Linked DNA regions of Mus musculus: all the other regions are linked to region 2. A link is a contact called in public promoter capture Hi-C data. All regions are on one chromosome and are shown on one strand. The core of a region is the stretch at or near the end of the contact, and the rest is flanking DNA. Distances in the headings are between cores, read along the strand shown. Region 1 holds the start of Smc5 (structural maintenance of chromosomes 5). Region 2 holds the start of 4930554I06Rik (RIKEN cDNA 4930554I06 gene). Region 3 holds the start of Klf9 (Kruppel-like factor 9).

The links. Promoter capture Hi-C pulls out the DNA fragments that hold promoters and counts their contacts.
Region 1: a contact with region 2 is called in a promoter capture Hi-C map of pre-B cells, with 6 times the contacts expected there. A contact is called at or near these places in 2 of 39 promoter capture datasets (liver and pre-B cells).
Region 3: a promoter capture Hi-C map of liver shows a contact between it and region 2, with 4 times the contacts expected there. A contact is called at or near these places in 6 of 39 promoter capture datasets (the 3T3-L1 cell line, hippocampal neurons, liver and 1 more).

What each region holds. Positions count from the first base shown.
Region 1 is chr19:23,272,558-23,275,988 of GRCm38.p6, reverse strand. Smc5 (structural maintenance of chromosomes 5) reads left to right here and starts at 2,092. Exons shown (of 25, transcript NM_001252684.1): 1 at 2,092-2,355. The coding sequence starts at 2,171. It overlaps Gm33950 (a long non-coding RNA gene), which reads right to left and starts at 2,081. Exons shown (of 2, transcript XR_386613.2): 1 at 1,984-2,081; 2 at 1,630-1,765.
Region 2 is chr19:21,102,891-21,106,240 of GRCm38.p6, reverse strand. It overlaps 4930554I06Rik (RIKEN cDNA 4930554I06 gene), which reads right to left and starts at 1,531. Exons shown (of 2, transcript NR_126458.1): 1 at 1,489-1,531; 2 at 703-1,248.
Region 3 is chr19:23,139,794-23,142,985 of GRCm38.p6, reverse strand. It overlaps Klf9 (Kruppel-like factor 9), which reads right to left and starts at 1,760. Exons shown (of 2, transcript NM_010638.5): 1 at 727-1,760. The coding sequence starts at 1,231.

The sequences.
Region 1 (3,431 bases), core at 843-3,342, 2.2 Mb before region 2:
ACTTTTAAGTTTAGAAACATAACTTTAACAGCATTCTAAAAGTCTCATCCTGGCACGAAATGGTAACGCTGGTCCCATTAACTCTTTAACTTTAATGGTGAAGCTCTTAAGTCCCACCATTGCTGGTTATATTCTTATTTGTCCATAGAATAAATTCCCTCATAACTAATTACTTGTTCAGAATCTGACTCTCCTCTCCTCCCTCCTTCTCCTTGATAGGATTTGTGATCTTCCTGGCCAGTATACTGAGTGTTGAGACTGCAGGCATACACCACCATGCCTGGCAACCTTTAAGTTCTTGAAGCCAAGAATATACCAGCTATGTGTAGAAGTACTAGCAGCATGGTATCCTAAGCACTGGGTCTTTTTATTTCTTCCTGTTACTTGAACATTTTACAAGGTATTCCTTAATTTTTACACACACACACACAGAGGCACACACACACATCAAGTACCCATAACAAGTTTATATGCTTTCTACAATGATTATGTTTTCTTTCATTTTAACTTTTACTGAGCAGATTCCATTTGTATGAGAGAAAGAAGCAGGGGCCTGCAAAAAGGAGTGTTGGTTCTAGTGGTCAAAAGAGGACTCTACTGCATGGGATTTCTAACTGGCCTCCCCAGGTCTCCTTTCAATGAGTTTTCCACACAGCAAGCAGAATGACTGAAAAGCTTTAATTAGATCACAGGCCTCTCCTACTTAAAACTATTTAATGGTTTATCTTTATTTCCCCATTACCCTAGTCTCTGGCCGGTTATTATTGGTTGGGTGAATGTTGCCTATGGGCTTCAGGGGCATAATCTTTGAAAGGGCTAATGAGATGAACATGGGCACAGGGAGGTAGAGCCATTCCTAAAGAAGCAGGGAATTTAAAGACCCTGAAAGGACCCCTATGGAAGATTTAAAGGAAGGATTGAAGAAAGCGAAGGGGATGGTAACCCCATAGGTAGACCAACAATATCAACTAACCTGAACCCCTAGGAGCTCCCAGAGAATAAGCCACCAACCAAAGAACATACATGGGCTGGTCCAAGGCCACCAGCACATATGTAGCAGAGAGCAGCCTTGTCTGGCCTTAGTGGAAGAGGATGTGCTTAGTCCTGCAGAGACTGGATGCCCCAGGGAGGGGGGATACCAAGGGAGAGGCACCCTCTCAGAGTCAAAGAGGAGGAGCGATGGGGGGGGGGGGGAAGAACTCTGGGGGGGGGAGAGAGACAACATTTGGGTTGTAAATAAGTGAAATGCTTAATTAAATAAAAGAAAGAAAGAAAAGAAAAAAGAAACCCTGAAGGGAGAGGCCATCTGGTGGCTGCACTGGAACTGGTGGCTGCACTAAGGAAGCAGAAGTAGTAAAAGTTCAAGACCAGCCTGGGCTCTCTAGTGAGTAGTAGTCCATCTAGAGCTATATAAAGAGTCTGTCTCAAATAAATAAATAAATGTATGTGCTGGGAGATAGCATGATGGCCCAGTGGTTAAGAGAACGGACTGCTATTCTAGAGGACCTGGGTTCCACTGTCTGTAACTCCGAGATCTGACACCCTCACACAGACATACATACATGCAGGCAAAACATCAATGCACATAAAATAAAAATAAATAAATTATACAATAAAAGGACTAGGAAGTGTGAGTGGGCAAGTAATTAATACACTCTTCACAATCTTGAGAGCATCAGATGGTTGTTAGTGCCATGCTTCCAACAACAGGCACAGTCAACAGGCATCTTTTCTTTGGAGTTCATTTGAGCACCAGGGAAGGAAACTGCAATGTAGAACATAAGACAGATGAAGCCTGGAGTTCTGGGAGGGACCGTTGCAAAGTAGTAACACACACACACACACACACACACACACACACACACACACACACACACACACACACACACACACGAGAAACACACAGAGACACACACAGAGACACACACAGAGACACATACACACACACACACACACACAGACACACACACACACACATCGCACCTCTGAGGCCACCGGGGAGCGTTGGTCGGGGCGTGGCCTCGGGTTTGCGGGGCGGAACCGCGCAAGCGCATCGGGGCCGCGGGGGCGGGGTCAGGCGGGGTCAGTTAGCGCGGGAGCCGGGCGCGGAGGCTCCTGGGCTGCGGCTCGCCGGGAACGGAAGCCGCTGCGGGACGCGGAGGAAGCCAGGATGGCGACTCCGAGCGGGAAGGCTGCTCCCCCCAACCCCCAGGTTTCCAAGCGGTCTCTCCCGAGAGATGCTTCCTCCGAGGTCCCGAGCAAGAGAAAGAACTCGAACCCGTTGCCGACGCTGCCGCGGCCGTCCGGGACCTTCGTCGAGGGCTCAATCGTCCGCATCGCCATGGAGAACTTCTTGTGAGTGGCGGCAGGCCGCGCTGGGCGGGAGCAAGCGGCCCGCAGGCCCGGGGCGGTGGGCTGTGCCCGGCGGTGGGGAACCTGTGCCAGGCTAACCCTGAGGCATTCCCTGCCTAGGCCACGAAGACTGGCCGTGTTGGCTGTAGTAGGCGTGTGGCCTGATGTTTTTATCCACCCAGTGGTTTTGGAAGGCGTCGGCTCTAGGCAGTAGATACGAAGGGGCCGGGTCTCTAGTTTGTTAATCTGCGAATCTCGATCTACCACGGACCTGTGCACTTCACAAAACTCGACAGTTACAGCAGAGTGGCAAATTTTAAAAAGTGTACACGATTTCCAGAATGGGCAGATGACATGGTAATGGTTGTTGATTGGAGATTAGAGTGTACCAAAGAAATTAAAAATCGTGTTCCCAGTTTTTGTACCTCCTTGCAGATTCTTGCCCCGTCCAATCCTCCTTTCTTCCTTGCCCCGACCCCAACTAGTTGAGTAGATTCTAAATGTTACCAGAAATATCATTATCTGTTTATCATCTTAGAGTTATCTTTTCGAGGTATTTTTTCTTAAATGTAGGCTTGCATAATTTATAGACCCTTAATAACAATACCATTTTTTTTTCAAGCAGTTGTGTATCAGGTGTTCGTTTGTTTTATTTACACATCGCTGCGTTTCTACCTGTCTTTGTTGATGACATAAACTCATGGCTATTGTTTTTTTGCCCCGGTCTGTATAGATTCTAATAGCAAAATTGCTAATTTGAATCCTGATCAGGAAAGGTAACTGTACTCAGCATGAGGTTATCTGCTGTAACTTATCTACCCAGGATTTCATGGGAGGCACAGACTGAAAAGGCTAAGTCCATCCCCAACCATCAGAGCTTTGTGAAGAAGATACTAAAGTAGAAAAGGAGGGAAGACGATTACCCAAAGAAGGAACTGCCTGAAAGCCAGTTTGTAATGTTTCGTGAGTGACCTTAGGTAGAATGTAAGAACATAGGTGAATAGAGGTTGGAAACGATTGTTCCGGCTTGTCTGTTACTATACTAAAGAACTCCAGCATCATCCTGCAGGCAGGCGGTC
Region 2 (3,350 bases), core at 282-2,781:
GTGGGTGGATCATCACCAAAAGAAGGAAAAACATAGTATGAGTTGTGTTTCTATCTTAAAACAAAACAAAAGAAAACAACCCCAAACTGATCAAACAAAACCCCCATTCCTCCTCACATGTCCTCAACCAAAGCTGAGCATCTATTGGCTTGATTTATTCCTGAAACTTGAAAACCTATGTACTCAATTTGGAAGGAGGAAGGCAAAGGGGGTGTGTGGGAGTGGGGACAGACAGAGACAGACAGACAGAAAAAGAGAGACAGAGAAGGGAGGGGAGAGAGAGTGGGGGAGCAGGATCTACAAAATGGTAACATTGAACACCGGAAGAAGAAGAAGAGAGGACCTTGTGAAGATCTAGTCAATTCTCCTGACTGGGGTTCTCATTTTAGGACTCAATTTAACACACTGCCCTGCTCAACCTTTATTGTTTCATTTCCTATGCAACTTGTCTTAGACAGTGGCTTTGTTCTGATGTCTTTAATACATTCCAGTGATTCTCTATGTCAAACAGAGAAGGGGTGGGGCAAAAAAAAAACAAAAAAACAAAAAAACCCCAAAACAAAAAACAAAAAAAAAACCCTCAATGGATACAATTAAACTACCTCTACATGTTCAGATTTTTAAGATCCTACTTAATTGAGCAAGCTCTGTTTTGCAAAACTTAATCTACAAGAGAAGAAATAAAAATTTAAGTCAGTAAGATTAACTTCTCAGTTCATTCGTTTACTTTTAAATGTTGTATTCTGACCCAAAGCATTTCCCCATCCCTCCTGGGTGCTTTAGAAGAAAGTAAATCAGGCGTCTAAACCCAGAAACAAACTCCCGTGGAAAACCAAACCAAATCACGATAAAAACAAGACCAAAGAGAATAACAATAACAAAACTTTCAAATAGCCAGCATGCTTCTAGTTAAGCCAGCAAGGCCTCCGGGTGGGCAGACACAGGTACCCATGGACATTGCGGGTGAAGAGGTCTTCTCTTCTCTTCCTGGTTGTGTCCTGCCCACAGTGTAACCCTAAGCAAACACCCAGCACAGGCCATGGAGAGAAGCTGAGTCAGGCCTTGGCGATGGGCCTAATATCACATTTGAAGTGGGTTTTCTTAAGCACTGGATGAGCAGATTTACCCCTGGGGGTCTTCCCTTGACCCCTAGCTGGTCTTCCTCTTGAGAGCGAGGCTAGACTGTGGCTCCAAAGTCTCCCAACTTAAGAGTCCAGCCCAAGGTGCTCCGTTGCTTGTCCTTGGGTTCTACTGATTTAAAAAACAAAGATCTTCTCAAACCTTGCTTAAAATGGAACCTTCTGGATTCTATCTCCAGACACTACCCCTGTAGCAGCCCTGTGGTGGGGCCCAGGCATCCACCCCGAAACCACAGGTTGATATTCTGGCATTTCCTGGTTTGGCTCTGATCCTTTGGGGTTGTTTACCAGCCCAGCGTGCGCGAGAGCTGCAGCCTTTCCTCAGCCCTCCCCCATGCCAGTGACTCACTCCTGGGGTGGTTACTAGTGCCACTCTGGGCATTGAGGAGACTGCCTGCTCCCTTGATGCCTGCTGGCTTTACTGTTTGTTCCCTCCTTGACTTGTCATAGGAGAGTATGTTATTGTTCCTCTTGCTCCTGCTATCAGACTACAAGGACCAGTGTGGTTTGCATCACAGAAGGGGCGTGCCCTTGGTATTTTCCTGTTCTATCTACTGTACTCAGGTTCTATTATCACGTGATGGGGCGGGGTGGTACTGTGGCCTCCAATAGAACCTTGTGACCTCAAATACCCGCAGATGGTCCCCTCACTTGTTTTCTGAGTCATGAAGGAACCATCCGTTGATACAATCCGACAGTACTCCCGTTTTCTTCCACTTCTTGCTCTATCGGAATTCTGGGCAGCTCTTTCAAAGACTAAAAGTTTGTAGCTGCCTCAGATTATATATTGGAATCCTAGTCCCACAGAGGTGGTGTTAACAGATAAAGTCTATGGAAGGAAGCTAGGATAGGAGTGTGGAGTCCACATTCATGGAATTAATGTCCTTATAATCAAGGCCCTGGAGAACTAGTGACCTCTTGCACCATGAGAGGACACAGAGGAGGAGCCATCTATGACAAAGCAGGCTTCTTTAGAAATCAGTCTGCTAAGTGAACATCCTATCTTCCAGAACTGTGAGAAACAAGAATTGTTCCCCCCCCCCCAAAGCTATCTAGTGTATGGTCTTTTATAAGACATATAACTTATCCTTCTGATGGTTCTACATATGAGGACCTCAACCACTGACATCCATCTACCCACATTCCTGGGTATCTGAGGTAGCTGGGGGTTGTTGCAGTTTGAATGTGAAATGCCTATTGCCAGCAGTTGGTAACACTGTTTTGTAAGAAGGTTATGGAGTCCTTAAGAGAGGGAGCTTCACCAAAGGAATTACATCACTAGGTGTGGGACTTGACCTTGTAAGGGAATAGTCTAGGCTCAGGAAGCCCCAAGACCACGTTCTCTGCACAGTGGAGATTTATTTGCCCCAGAGGGACAAAGGCAGAGAATAAGAGACAAAGACAGGAGATAAAGGTCAAGGAAACAGGAGAAGGGAACAAGGGAGAGGAGGCAGGGGTATGTCCTGGATTGGGTCAGAGGACTACCTCTGGCTAGAGAGGAGACAGACACACAAGCAAAGGGCAGTTTATAAATGTAAAGGGGGAAACGCTGTGTTAGAATGAGGTGTTTAATTTTAACTGTACAGGCTAAGGGGCTTTTGATTGCTGGACTTCAATACTTTGATAGAGCTTGGTGGTCAGCCTCAAGAGGAAGAAGTAGCCAAATAAGAGAATAGACCTTGGAAGCCAGCTTTTAGGGATGTAATCTAATGGCCTTTAGTAAGGCAGAGAGAATGGGGGAAAGGACAAGACCAGGCAGAGTCACGTGTACCATGCTCAGGCTGGCTACAGTCCCTTCAGACATGGTGGAGTTTGGGAGTTTTAAAGGCTTGTTTGTTTGTTTGGGTTTTGTTTTTTAGTAGCAGTTTTTAGTCTGCCTTCTAATCCCTACATACTTTTAAGCTAGAAAATATGATCAACTGATTTAGGTTTCTGCTGCCGTAGCTTCACTAATATGGCTGACTGTATCCCTTCGAACTGTATGTCAAAATAAAAAATAAAACCCATTAAAGCCCATTTTTAAGTTGCCTTTGTCCTAACCAAGGCATTTACTCACAGCAACAGGGAAAATGATGTATAATACCTAGGTTTATCCACTAAGCTTCATTGTTTCACATTCAGGCTAAACTTAAAACTCATGACCTTCCTCTAAGTGCTGGGATTGTATTTCTTACAGAAGAGGACAGCTTATGTGCAACAATTACCCCTCAC
Region 3 (3,192 bases), core at 511-3,010, 2.0 Mb before region 2:
AAGAGGAACGCCCCCACACTCATCCGTGAGGCCTTGAACTCCAGCAAAGACCACACCTCTCTCCTAAGGCTTCAGGCATGAGACCAAATAAGTCACATGGGAACAGATCAGCACTGAATCACGTTCCTTAGGAAAGCTAACTAGTCAAGAAGTTAATCCACCATCCATTCCTTCATCAGTCTCCCCTGCAGCCTGAAGCAGTTTTATTTTAAACCTCTCAGGGGACTCTTAGCCAAATTTAAAACCACCTTGGCAAGCCCTGAAAAGTAGCCGCCATCCAGTTAAATGAGTCCTTAGTCATCCTAAAACGATTCACGCAGAGTGCGGCTCCCCTCCCAGGCCGACCCCTCCGTTGCAACCCCACCAGGGAATGGGATAAAAGCTGCGCCATTTGACTACCCTACCCCCCAGCGTCTCCCCAGGTGGGGCGACCCCGCAGCGGCGGGGTACGGAGTCCCGGGGGCGGGGCGGGTAAGGGAGGGGCGGGCCGGCTCCAGGCCGAGCCACGCAAGCCACTTGCTCAGAGCGGCGGTTGGGGGGGTGGGGGTGGGTTCGGGTGGCTCCTAAAGGTTGGAGCCAAGTAAGGAGAGAGTGCAGGAGTTAAGCAGCATCTTCTCCAAAATGTTTGCAGCCTCTAGGCCGAGTGCGGTGTCCTGGGCGCCCAGGAATGCTGGCCGGCCAAAGGTTAGCTAAAGCCCGAAGCGGGGGAGAGGCGACGCCGCTAACCTGTATGCACTCTGTAATGGGCTTTAAGATGGGAGGATTTTCCATAGACTTTCCCACAGCCACTGTAGGGGCACTTGTGCCTCTTTTCGGAGGCGTGTTTCCCCTTCGAAGCCACTCCAGAGTGGAGGAGGGAGAGTGGGCTGGGCGCGCTGCCAGAATCCTGTCTCTCCTCCGGGCTGTGGGAAGGACTCGACCCAGATTCGGTGGTCACGTCGCTGTCGGATCCTATATCCTCATCGGGACTCTCCAGACTGTCGCTGCACACCGAGGGGGTCTGGATGGGTCGGTATTTGTTGAGGTCCAACAAGCTCTTGGCGATAGTGACCAGCGTGCAATAATCCTTCCAGGTGTCCCCCGGGTCACCGTGTTCCTTGGTCACCTCGCGCTCAGGTAGTCGCAGCCGCTCGGCTTCCGGAGCGCCCCCGTGCTCCGGCACGGCGGCGCGGTTGGAGATGGAAACCAGACACTGGGCAGCCACGAAGTCCATGTAGGCGGCCGCGGACATGGTGCGGGCGACGGCAGCCCGGGCGGTGCGGCCAAACTTGAAGGTGGCTGCGGAGCTTCGGCTAGCCCTGCCCTGGCCTCGGACGACGAGCGCGGTGCGGCGCGGCCGAGGGGGCGGGGGCGCGGGAGCTTGCGACTCGCGGGAGCGCCGAGGCGACCTCAGCCCCTCATCTTTACGTAACCGGCAGCGCCTCCGCACGCAGCAGCCGCGGCCGGCTCCGCCGCTGTCGCCGCCGCCCTGCCCGGCGCCCCGCGCGATCCCACGATGGGCGCGCCCTCCTCGGAGAGATGCCACACGTGGCGGTCGCAAGTTTATTCGACTGCAAACGTGTCGGAGTCCCAGAGAAAGCCAACTGCGAGCCAGGCGCACGTCCTCGACCGCCTCTCCGCCGAGCTGACGCCCCGGGGCATCAGCCGAGTACGCGGACGAGGGGGGCCGGGGCTGAGTGGGGCTCCGCGCCTACGAGACACTTCTTCCCGCGTCCGCCGACGGCCGCTGAGCCCCTGGTCCTGCCGCGCCGCGCCTCTCCGGCATTCTCCAGCTCAGTAACAATTTCGCAGAATCCCATCACGTCACAATCCAGGCCCCCTCCAATTGGCCAGTGGGGAGGGTGATTCAACTCTGTTTACTTTCTCCCCCTGCCAGTCAGAAGGGCCCTTCGGTGGAGAGGTGCGTCTAGAACTACGGCGCGCGGCCAATCCGACCGTTCCGTTCCGCCGCCGCGTGCTGCCCCTCCAGCCCCGAACGCTGACATTTAAAAGGGAAACTGCTCGGAGCCCGGCAACCAGCGGCTGCGCATCCCCGCAGATGCCGCCCAGACCGCGCGCGCGCCTACGCCTCCCGGCCCACGTGCCAGCTGGCGTGGCTTGGGAACGCTTCTCCCCTAGGCAGTTACGCCCATCCCTAGGGACGAAACAGAACTTCAACTTCGGGTTCCCAGCCCTCAAACAGTTAAGTGACTTCCTGCAAACGCTACAGTCCCAGCAACCAGGCTTCCAATCAAAAGTAAGTTGGTTGATGTCACTGGCATTGGCTCAGCCAATCAGAAGGGCGTTCCAAAAGGAAGCGCCCGACACTTGTAAACCTGCGGAGCAGAAGTGAATCGGACAGATCTTTTCATATTTGTGTTGCTGGTGCTAACTCTAAAATATAGATGGAAGGACGGGGTGCTTAATAAACTAAGTGTGAGTCAAATTTTAAACCCTCGATATGGCAGGCCACGTTGTCCAAGGACAGACTCGGATGAGACAGCATCAATTCGTTCTTGTTTGGAATGCAGCACTTAGATGTTTAAAAGTTCTTTCACCCCACACATTAACCAAGAGAAATTCATCTAAAATTTTTCACAGCTAACAAAAGATCCGGTTCCGTATTAAATGGTTCTTACACAAAAGCACCGCCATCTTGGCATTTTGCTAAACCTCCTACTTCCTTGGGCGCCTTTGACTCTAAATTCGCTCTGTCTTGAAGCTATCTTAACCCATAAACTGAGACCAATAAGACATTGCATTTGCATAACTTGAAAAAATCCTTTTCTTTGTAGGGACTCCTCCCTGTTCCTGCTGGGCAAGCCTTTCCTTCCTCTTGCTTCACAATTGTAGAGAACAAGACTGGTCTACCTTATCAGGTAGACGACCGCAGAACTCAAAAAAAAAAAAAAAAAAAAAAAAAAAAAGCACAGGGTTCCCGATTCCTGACTCTGCTTTAGAGGAGCCACCCCTGTGAAATATTAACTGTGTTAAATAGTCCTGAGAACTGGAATCATCCAGAGAGCCTTAACAACTGAATCTTGTGGCTTTACTTGGTCAACAATTAGTGTGGGGTTGGGAGTCTGATGAACTCAGTGTGCTTCTTCCTGAGATGAGTGCTGGGTTGTTTTCCATCATGATAGCTAAGGATCTACAGCAGGGCATACAGTCAACACTGCGGGTTTACAATCCCTCCATTGCCTGGCGGTGGTG